Regions from separate parts of the Pan troglodytes genome. Here region 1 is linked to region 2. A link is a contact called in public capture Hi-C data. All regions are on one chromosome and are shown on one strand. Each heading gives the region's core, a stretch centred on a gene start, on an enhancer-like site or on the middle of the called end of the contact. The rest is flanking DNA. Distances are from core to core; before and after follow the strand shown. Region 1 has its middle 70 kb from the start of TWIST2. Region 2 overlaps TRAF3IP1 (TRAF3 interacting protein 1).

The links. Capture Hi-C pulls out chosen DNA fragments and counts their contacts.
Region 1: a contact with region 2 is called in a capture Hi-C map of stem cell-derived neural stem cells, with 6 times the contacts expected there. The contact joins two enhancer-like sites. A contact is called at or near these places in 2 of 7 Hi-C or Micro-C datasets (blood and stem cell-derived neural progenitor cells) and 1 of 1 other capture datasets (stem cell-derived neural stem cells).

What each region holds. Positions count from the first base shown.
Region 1 is chr13:140,958,399-140,962,492 of NHGRI_mPanTro3-v2.0_pri, reverse strand. No RefSeq gene overlaps it. Among named protein-coding and RNA genes, the nearest start is that of TWIST2, 70 kb to the left of the region's middle. Within about 2 kb of position 1,757, at least 1 of the 24 cell types and tissues checked has an H3K27ac peak or open chromatin away from gene starts, as enhancers often do. A contact at or near this core is called in stem cell-derived neural stem cells, where this site is marked.
Region 2 is chr13:140,540,208-140,543,865 of NHGRI_mPanTro3-v2.0_pri, reverse strand. All of the region lies in intron 15 of TRAF3IP1 (TRAF3 interacting protein 1), which reads right to left. Among named protein-coding and RNA genes, the nearest start is that of TRAF3IP1, 47 kb to the right of the region's middle. Within about 2 kb of position 1,290, at least 2 of the 24 cell types and tissues checked have an H3K27ac peak or open chromatin away from gene starts, as enhancers often do. A contact at or near this core is called in stem cell-derived neural stem cells, where this site is marked.

The sequences.
Region 1 (4,094 bases), core at 508-3,007, 420 kb before region 2:
CAACAAGAACTAGACAAATCCATAATCGTCAACAGAGATTCCAATATCATCAATAATTGATAGAACATATGGACAGAAAATCAATAATGATATAGAAGAGTTGAACAGCACCTGCTGCCAGGTCTGTCCACCCAGATCACGGAACCAGCTCCGCCTGGCTTGACGCACAGCCACAAAAGACCTGTCGCCGTGACCGCCTGCAACTGGTTTCCATCATCCCCCAGCACATGAGGTGTATTTCCACTTCTTTCTTCTTGTATAGGACATTCCTGCCTACAGCAGCCTCCTGACTAGTCTCCAGATTTCCAGGAATTCAAAGACCAAGTTTGTTCTCCCAACCCTTAGTGGGCAATTAGTCTTCATTTTCAGATGTGCGACTGAGGTTCGGGAGCTGACTCGGGCCACACAGCTGCATAGCTGGGGCCAGCGTCCAAGCTCAGGGGCCTCTGCCTGTGTCTTGTACCCTAAGTCCTGGTGTCCCTGCTGTCCCTGGGTGCAGCTGTTGAGTTCCTTGGGAAAGGGTAGGACCGATATTCAGGCCCCACAACCGTGGGGCTTATACCCCTTTGGGAAGGGCATTGTACCTCTTGGGGAAGGGCATTATCTCCCCACCTGCCTGACCTCTGGCCCTTCATGGCACCATGGCAGGTGCCACATCAGTGTTTGCAAATGAGTGAGGCTTTGGCTCTGAGCTGGTCTTGGGCTCAATGTAAAACTAGAACTCAGTTCTTTTCAGGGTCCTATGCCAGAACCATGACTATGCTGAGCCTGGACCCCTGGGTGGCCCAGTGGGGTACCCTGAAAAGCCTGCCCCAGCTTCCCAGCTGGAGAGGTGGGGCCCCTGGACCGAACAGGTGCTTCCTCTGCTCTCTGCTGTGAGACGTAACAGCGCATGGGGCCAGGGTGGTGGGCGCATATCTCTGGACCCATCTGAGGCATGTGAAGATTTCCTCAGAGTGCAGAAAGTGTAGACGGTCCCAGGCACAGCCATGAGGGTGGAGAATTGCCAGCTCAGCCATACTCCGTCTTCTGAGGAGCCCCCTCCCATGGGTTTGTGCCAATCTGCAGCTCCCTCCCCTCACATGGAAGCTTCCAGAGCTCCTCGCTCTGCTCCATTTAGCAAAACCACCCATCAGTTCTCAAACAGAGCTGCCCCATGTGGTCCCTGCACAGTGGAGGACTCAGTCTTCCTCCCTGGGCAGCCTCGTGGTGAGGCTGGGGCCACTGCTTCAATGTCCCCCAAGGGCCGGCTGTGTGGGCCCAGGGAAGGTGGAGCGACTCGGGCTCATTTGTCCTGGCAGGAAACCACATTGGCCGGAAACACAGGCGTGTTCTTCATCAGCCATGCGGGGCCTCGAGGGCCTGGCGGGATCTTACGTGCGCTTTTCCGCGTTCCCACCTGCTCTCTTCTGCACAAAGTCGCTGGTGAGATGAACCCTTTCCTAAAAGAAAGCAATCTGCTGACATGTAACTGCAAAAAGAGGAAACACTCCCACTGCCTGAGAGAGAAAAGGGCAGACAGATTATGTCTCTGGAATGTTCCACGCTACCTAAAGGAAGGTTCAGGCTTCAACTGGCCCTGGCCACCCTTCAGCCAGGAGTGGCAGACCAGGCTCTGGAGTTGGGCAGGCCCATTTGCCTGGCAAAGGGAAACTGGGCCCTGGAGACCTGTCCTCAGAGGGACAGTGGGGGTCTGCCCCAGAGACTGTGGGGTGACCACACCCCAAGACCACCTCGGAGCTGGTGAGCAGGAAGTCAGGCCTCACGTCCAGGGCTTCTGGGTCTCTGGGCCTCCCAGTCTCTGGGCCTCCGGATATTCAGGGGTTCCCGCGCAAGCCTGCCCCTGACTTAGTGCTGGGAGCCCAGAGACACAGGCACAGAACCCAGGCCTGCTGGCCTCAGGAATTTGACCACGCTCTGGGATCATGAGCCTCACGGGAGAACAAAGACATGGAGGAGCTTTCCATAGCCTTCGGGGAGCTTCAAGGCACTTCCATGCTGAGTGACGTCTCTCACAAACGTCCCTCCCCTTTCTATGCTGAGTGACGTCTGACAAACGTCCTTCCCCTTTCCATGCTGAGTGACTTCTCTGACAAACGTCCTTCCCCTTTCTATGCTGAGTGACGTCTCTGACAAACGTCCTTCCAGTTTCCATGCTGAGTGACTTCTCTGACAAACGTCCTTCCTCTTTCTATGCTGGGATTTTTCCTCTTAGCACCTGAACCTACCCAGGTTTACAGGAATTGGGAACAAAGTTGGGAACGGACTCCAGCCTCCAGGTGAGGAGAAGCAGGCTGCAGGTGTGGCTCTCTGGGCAGCTGCAGAGAGGTGTGCACCTTGGAGAAAGGCTCGTTTGTATTGAGAGGTGTTCCATGACTTTTAACAGTGACTTGAGTCAGCCGACATCTCCCCTTCCCCACTGCATCCGGGCCCCCCTACCTGCTGTCTGTCCCCACCGCACCCAGGCTCCCCGCCCTGCTCTCTGGCCACTCCCCTTCTCATGAGCAGCTACCTTCCTCAGGGCTTACTCGACAGGCCCCAGGTAACTCCGGGTTGCCCAGCTTGTCACCTGCTGCATCCCTCTGTTGCTTTGGCATTTCCACTTGCATTGCCTCTCGCTCTCGATGTGCCTGTGACTGCACCACTCCAGGTCCACACGCCATCCAGCTGCTCAGAACAGGAACTGGGAAGGCAGCCGAGTTATCCTTCCTTCTCATGCCTACCTCCAGCCGGTGCCCAGTCCTGCCCATTTCCCCTCCAGATATCTCGAGTCCCACTGCTTCTCTCCACACCAAGCACACTTGCTCCCATCCAGCCTGTCCAATCTGGCCTCTGGGGGGCAACTAAACTGCTGCTGATCGTCCTGCTACAGAGCTTGCTCCACACCCATTGCAACGGGGGTGACCCCCAAAACTCAACCAGGATTGCGCCACTCCTGTGTTCAAGACCCTCCACCGGTGTCCCACCATGCTGTGAGTATAGCTGCATTCTTTTCCTCCAACGGGAGTTCGTAAAACCCAGCTCCCGCTCACTCCATCCCCTCTCTCTGGACTCCAGCCCTGACTCAGGGCCTGGCTCTCCCTGGGCCACGCTGCCACCTCCCACCCTGGGGGGTCTCTGCTGCGAGTTACCCTGCAGACGCCGCCCCACAACCACCTGTCTCAGGAAGATCTCCCACCCAGTGTTCCAGGTCCCAAGGCCTCGGTGCCTCACAACTTATTCCGACTGGTTACTTATTAACCTGCCTACAGTCTCTTTTCACAAGGCATGGACTCCACAAGGCTAGGGCTGTTCTGTTTCCTCTGTCCCAGCACTGACATCGTGCCCTGCCTGCCCTCAGCCCTAACGAAGACTTAAAAGGAATGAATTCTTGAAACAGCCTGGAGATGTCCGGTACCCTGCTATTTGGCTCATGTTTGTTCAAATCTCTTCCCATATTTTTCTGCCCATTGGAATCCTTCTCATGGATTGCCTCCTCCAGGAAGTCTTCCAGGACGTGCCCTGGTCCTCTTTTGCTCTCTCAGTCACTTTCCCTGCTCTTCTGTTGAGCCCTGGAACAGGAACTCATGGCTTTCCAGCTCCTACTGGAGATGCAGCACCTTGAGATGGGGAATCCAATGTCTGCTTCTCAGACCCTGGTGGCCAGAGGGGACCATGGCAGAGGTCCCTGCGGGCCTTTGGTGGGCTGTGGCCGATTTGGTTGTTGAGTGGTCAAATTGTCTTGAGGAAAAAGGGCAACACTAGCTTTCTTGAGAGCCGATGGAGTGTGTGCAGTCCACACCTTGTGGAAACACACTCCAAGGGGCCCAGGCATGAAAGATCCATGACACAGAGTCAGGGCCTCAGGAAGGCAGGTGATATGGTTTGGCTGTGTCCCCATTAAATCTCAACTTAAATTGTATCTCCCAGAATTCCCATGAGTTGTAGGAGGGACCCAGGGGGAGGTAATTGAATCATGAGGGCTGGTCTTTCCTGTGCAATTCTCGTGATAGTGAGTAAGTCTCACAAGATCTGATGGGTTTATTGGGGTTTCCGCTTTTGCCTCTTCCTCATTTTCTCTTGCCACCGCCATGTAAGAAGTGCCTTTCACCTCC
Region 2 (3,658 bases), core at 41-2,540:
TTGTTAAGCTACCTAGAAACCTAGTCAGAACCCAAAATACTAATATACAGAAATTACTCCCAAGTTTTAAAAACTAACATGGTGCATCATGTAAGAGTATAGACACAGTGTATTTTATTTACAAAGTATTTATCAATGGCCAGGCGCAGTGGCTCACGCTTGTAATCCCAGCACTTTGGGAGGCCGAGGCGGGTGGATCGCCTGAGGTCAGGAGTTCAAGACCAACCTGGCCAACATGGTGAAACTCTGTCTCTACTAAAAATAAAAAAAAATTAGCTGGACATGGTGGCAGGCGCCTGTAATCTCAGCTACTAGGGAGGCTGAGGCAGGAAAATCACTTGAACCTGGGAGGCAGAGGGTGCAGTGAGCCGAGATCACGCCATTGCACTCCAGCCTGGGCAACAAGAGTGAAACTCCGTCTCAAAAAAAAATTATTAATAACAATATATAAAATAAATGTATTTCTACTTTATTTTCATTTTTTTTCTTTAAGGGATTTAAGAATATTCCTGAAAATATAAAACTTACATAGAGCAAAGCCTGGTATAATACAAGCCCTTCACTAAGTGAATGTCAGTCCTGCCCTCTGTGACAAGTATTATAAGTATTATCAAGAGGCTTTATTAGTCTAAAAGGGGTCACATCTGGGGATGGAGGAAGTCTACTGGCCAGAAGAAACCGTACGGAGATTTCAATCAGAAAAACCTTAATAACAGTCCAATATGAAAAATTATATATGCATCACTGCTATAAATAGGAAATCGAAGCATTTTAATGCCAAGAATCTTAGTTTTTCTTTACTCTAAAATATCCCCTATAATCCATACCCTGGAGAAAAGTAATAAAGTTGTGCCATTGCTTCGTCCATTTCAGCCCTCCTGAGCCTGCTTTACCCACATTAAATTAAAAACTCAATAAAACCTAATTCATTCAGCAAGTCCTGTTCCTCTAGTGATAGCTCTTCACTGGAAGCTGCTTTTCAGGTCAGAAACAGACAGCAAGGAATAATAGATGGGAACTAGAAAAATACATGTGTGTCTCACAACAGTAAGCACAAGTGAATATGTTTTGGAAAGGACAAAAATACTAACTAACACTTTTTAAAAACAAAAATTTCCCTTTTTTTTCAAAGGGAAGCTGAATAAATATGGAATTTAAGGATTAAAATAATTCTCAAAATAAGTTGCTCCAAAAAAAGCAGCTCAACGCGCCCACCCCGCACTGAGACAGGGAGGCACACACTCCGGGCCTGGGGCATGCTGGAGCTGCGGTGCTGCTCCCTCCTGTGGTCAGAACCTGTACTTTGGGGCTAGATAAGAGTTTGGATCCAGGCTCTGGAGTGCAAGGCCTTGGGCAAGGGACTCAGGCTCTCCTAAGCCTCAATTTCCTCAGCAGTGAGTTGTGGTGCAGGTGCAGGAGGCCATGCGTGGGAAGCCCTGCACAGAGAGGGCTCGGTGGCCCAGGCTCTCGGTCCCACCGCGGTCTCTCCCGTGTCCCACAGTCTCTCTGAGAAAGCTCAGTCCCACGAGGAGCAAGAGCTGTCACAGCCACCACCACATGCTAAGGGGACCCCAGCCCATGCCAAGCGTGCACCAAAGGCCCAAGCCCACTCGCTCAGCTAGGTCGTTTCTAAACCATTCCTTTCAAGGCCTAATGACTAACAGATTTTAACAATTTCATGATGTCTCACTGGGTAGCTTCTAAAGTCTTCACACCTCTTCAAACTAGTGAGATCCACATCTTCAGTCTTCTGTTGCAGGGCGCTGAGGCTTCTGGAACTTGTGCCACATCCCCTTTGATTTCTCTACTTACTGCTCTCCAGATACCTCCTACACTTCTCTCCACTGAGCTGGGGCATTGTTTAGTAGTCAATGTGACTAAATTCTATTTAATTCTAATCCTTATCCACTAATTTTCTTTTCTTTTTTTTTTTTTTTTTTTGAGACAGAGTCTTGCTTTGTCACCCAGGCTGGAGTGCAGTGGTGCGATCTCGGCTCACTGTAACTTCTGCCTCCCAGGTTCAAGCGATTCTCCTGCCTCAGCCTCCTGAGTAGCTGGGATTACAGGCACGTGCCACCACGCCTGGCTAATTTTTGTGTATATTTAGTAGAGACGGGGTTTCACCTTGTTAGCCAGGATGGTCTCGATCTCCTGACCTCGTGATCTGCCCGCCTCGGCCTCCCAAAGGGCTGGGATTACAGGTGTGAGCCACCGCACCCAGCCTCCACTAATTTTCATCCTGGGGCTAACACAACATCATTCCCTCATATATCCATTAATGTGTCACAGTGAGTGTATTTAAACACCAGGGTCTACACTACTTAGAAACTGAATTGACATCCAAGGCAGGCTGTCAAAACCAATCAAAATAAAGATTTTTTTTATGCAAAGCACAGAAAAGGGTACTGGCAAAATTAAGACCAGAAATAACCTATCAGGCCACAACTGACTAAAATCTAAAAAACCGAGGACATAATATGAATTTCAGTGACATTTTCAGTAAAAATAAAATCTTTATTGATTATATTATCATTCGCTGAGTAATCATGAACCAGAAGATAATGGGCATATCAATTTGGAAATGTTTGTGACAATACAGCCAAACACATTTTTATAATACAGTTTTCTTAAGTCATTTATATGTGTATCTATTTTTTTTTTCAGTTAAAGAACTCATATTTTATCCTTATCATGAACTTTATTTGTCTATAGAGAAAAGGCCTATCTCCTCCTAATTATCTTTATAAAGTTCATATACATGTAATATTTTAATGGCTTCCAAACCATTTTTGTGGTCTATAATACACCCATGGCATATGTTTATAAATATTTTAAATGATATAGCTGGTGCCTGATTTTTCTTTTTTTTGAGACGGAGTCTTGCTTTGTCGCCCAGGCTGGAGTGCAGTGGCGCGATCTCTGCTCACTGCAAGCTCCGCCTCCCAGGTTCACGCCATTCTCCTGCCTCAGCCTCCCGAGTAGCTGGGACTACAGGCGCCTGCCACCACTTTGTATTTCTGGTAGAGATGGGATTTCACCATATTAGCCAGGATGGTCTCGATCTCGTGACCTTGTGATCTGCCCGCCTCGGCCTCCCAAAGTGCTAGGATTACAGGCGTGAGCCACTGCGCCCAGCCGGTGTCTGATTTTTTATAAGATAATAGGGTGGTAACAAATTTTATATCCAAAACTTAAAATCTCCAGCCTGCATATTGTAAGATACTGCATTCAGAGATTTTACTTGGGAACATAAAACTATCACCTTATTTCTTTAAAAACAAAAACAAAACCTCTAAGAAACAAACAAAAAACCCCACCATATAACCCTTCATGATTAGAATCAATTTCAGTAGTTCCCAATTTAACTATTAAAGTCTTACCAATAGAGTATGTCTCTTTTTATTTTTATTTATTTATTTTTATTTTTATTTTATTTTTTTGAGACAGGTCTCACACTATCACCCAGTCTGGAGTGCAGTGGCGCGAGCTTGGCTCACTGCAGCCTCAAACTTGTGGGCTCAAGCCATCCTTCTGCCTCAGCCTCCCGAGTGGCTGGAAACACAGGTATGCACCACCACGTCTGATTGTTTTTAATTTTTGTAGAGATGGTGTCTCGCTATGTTGCCCAGGCTGGTATCTAACTCCTAAGCTCAAGTGA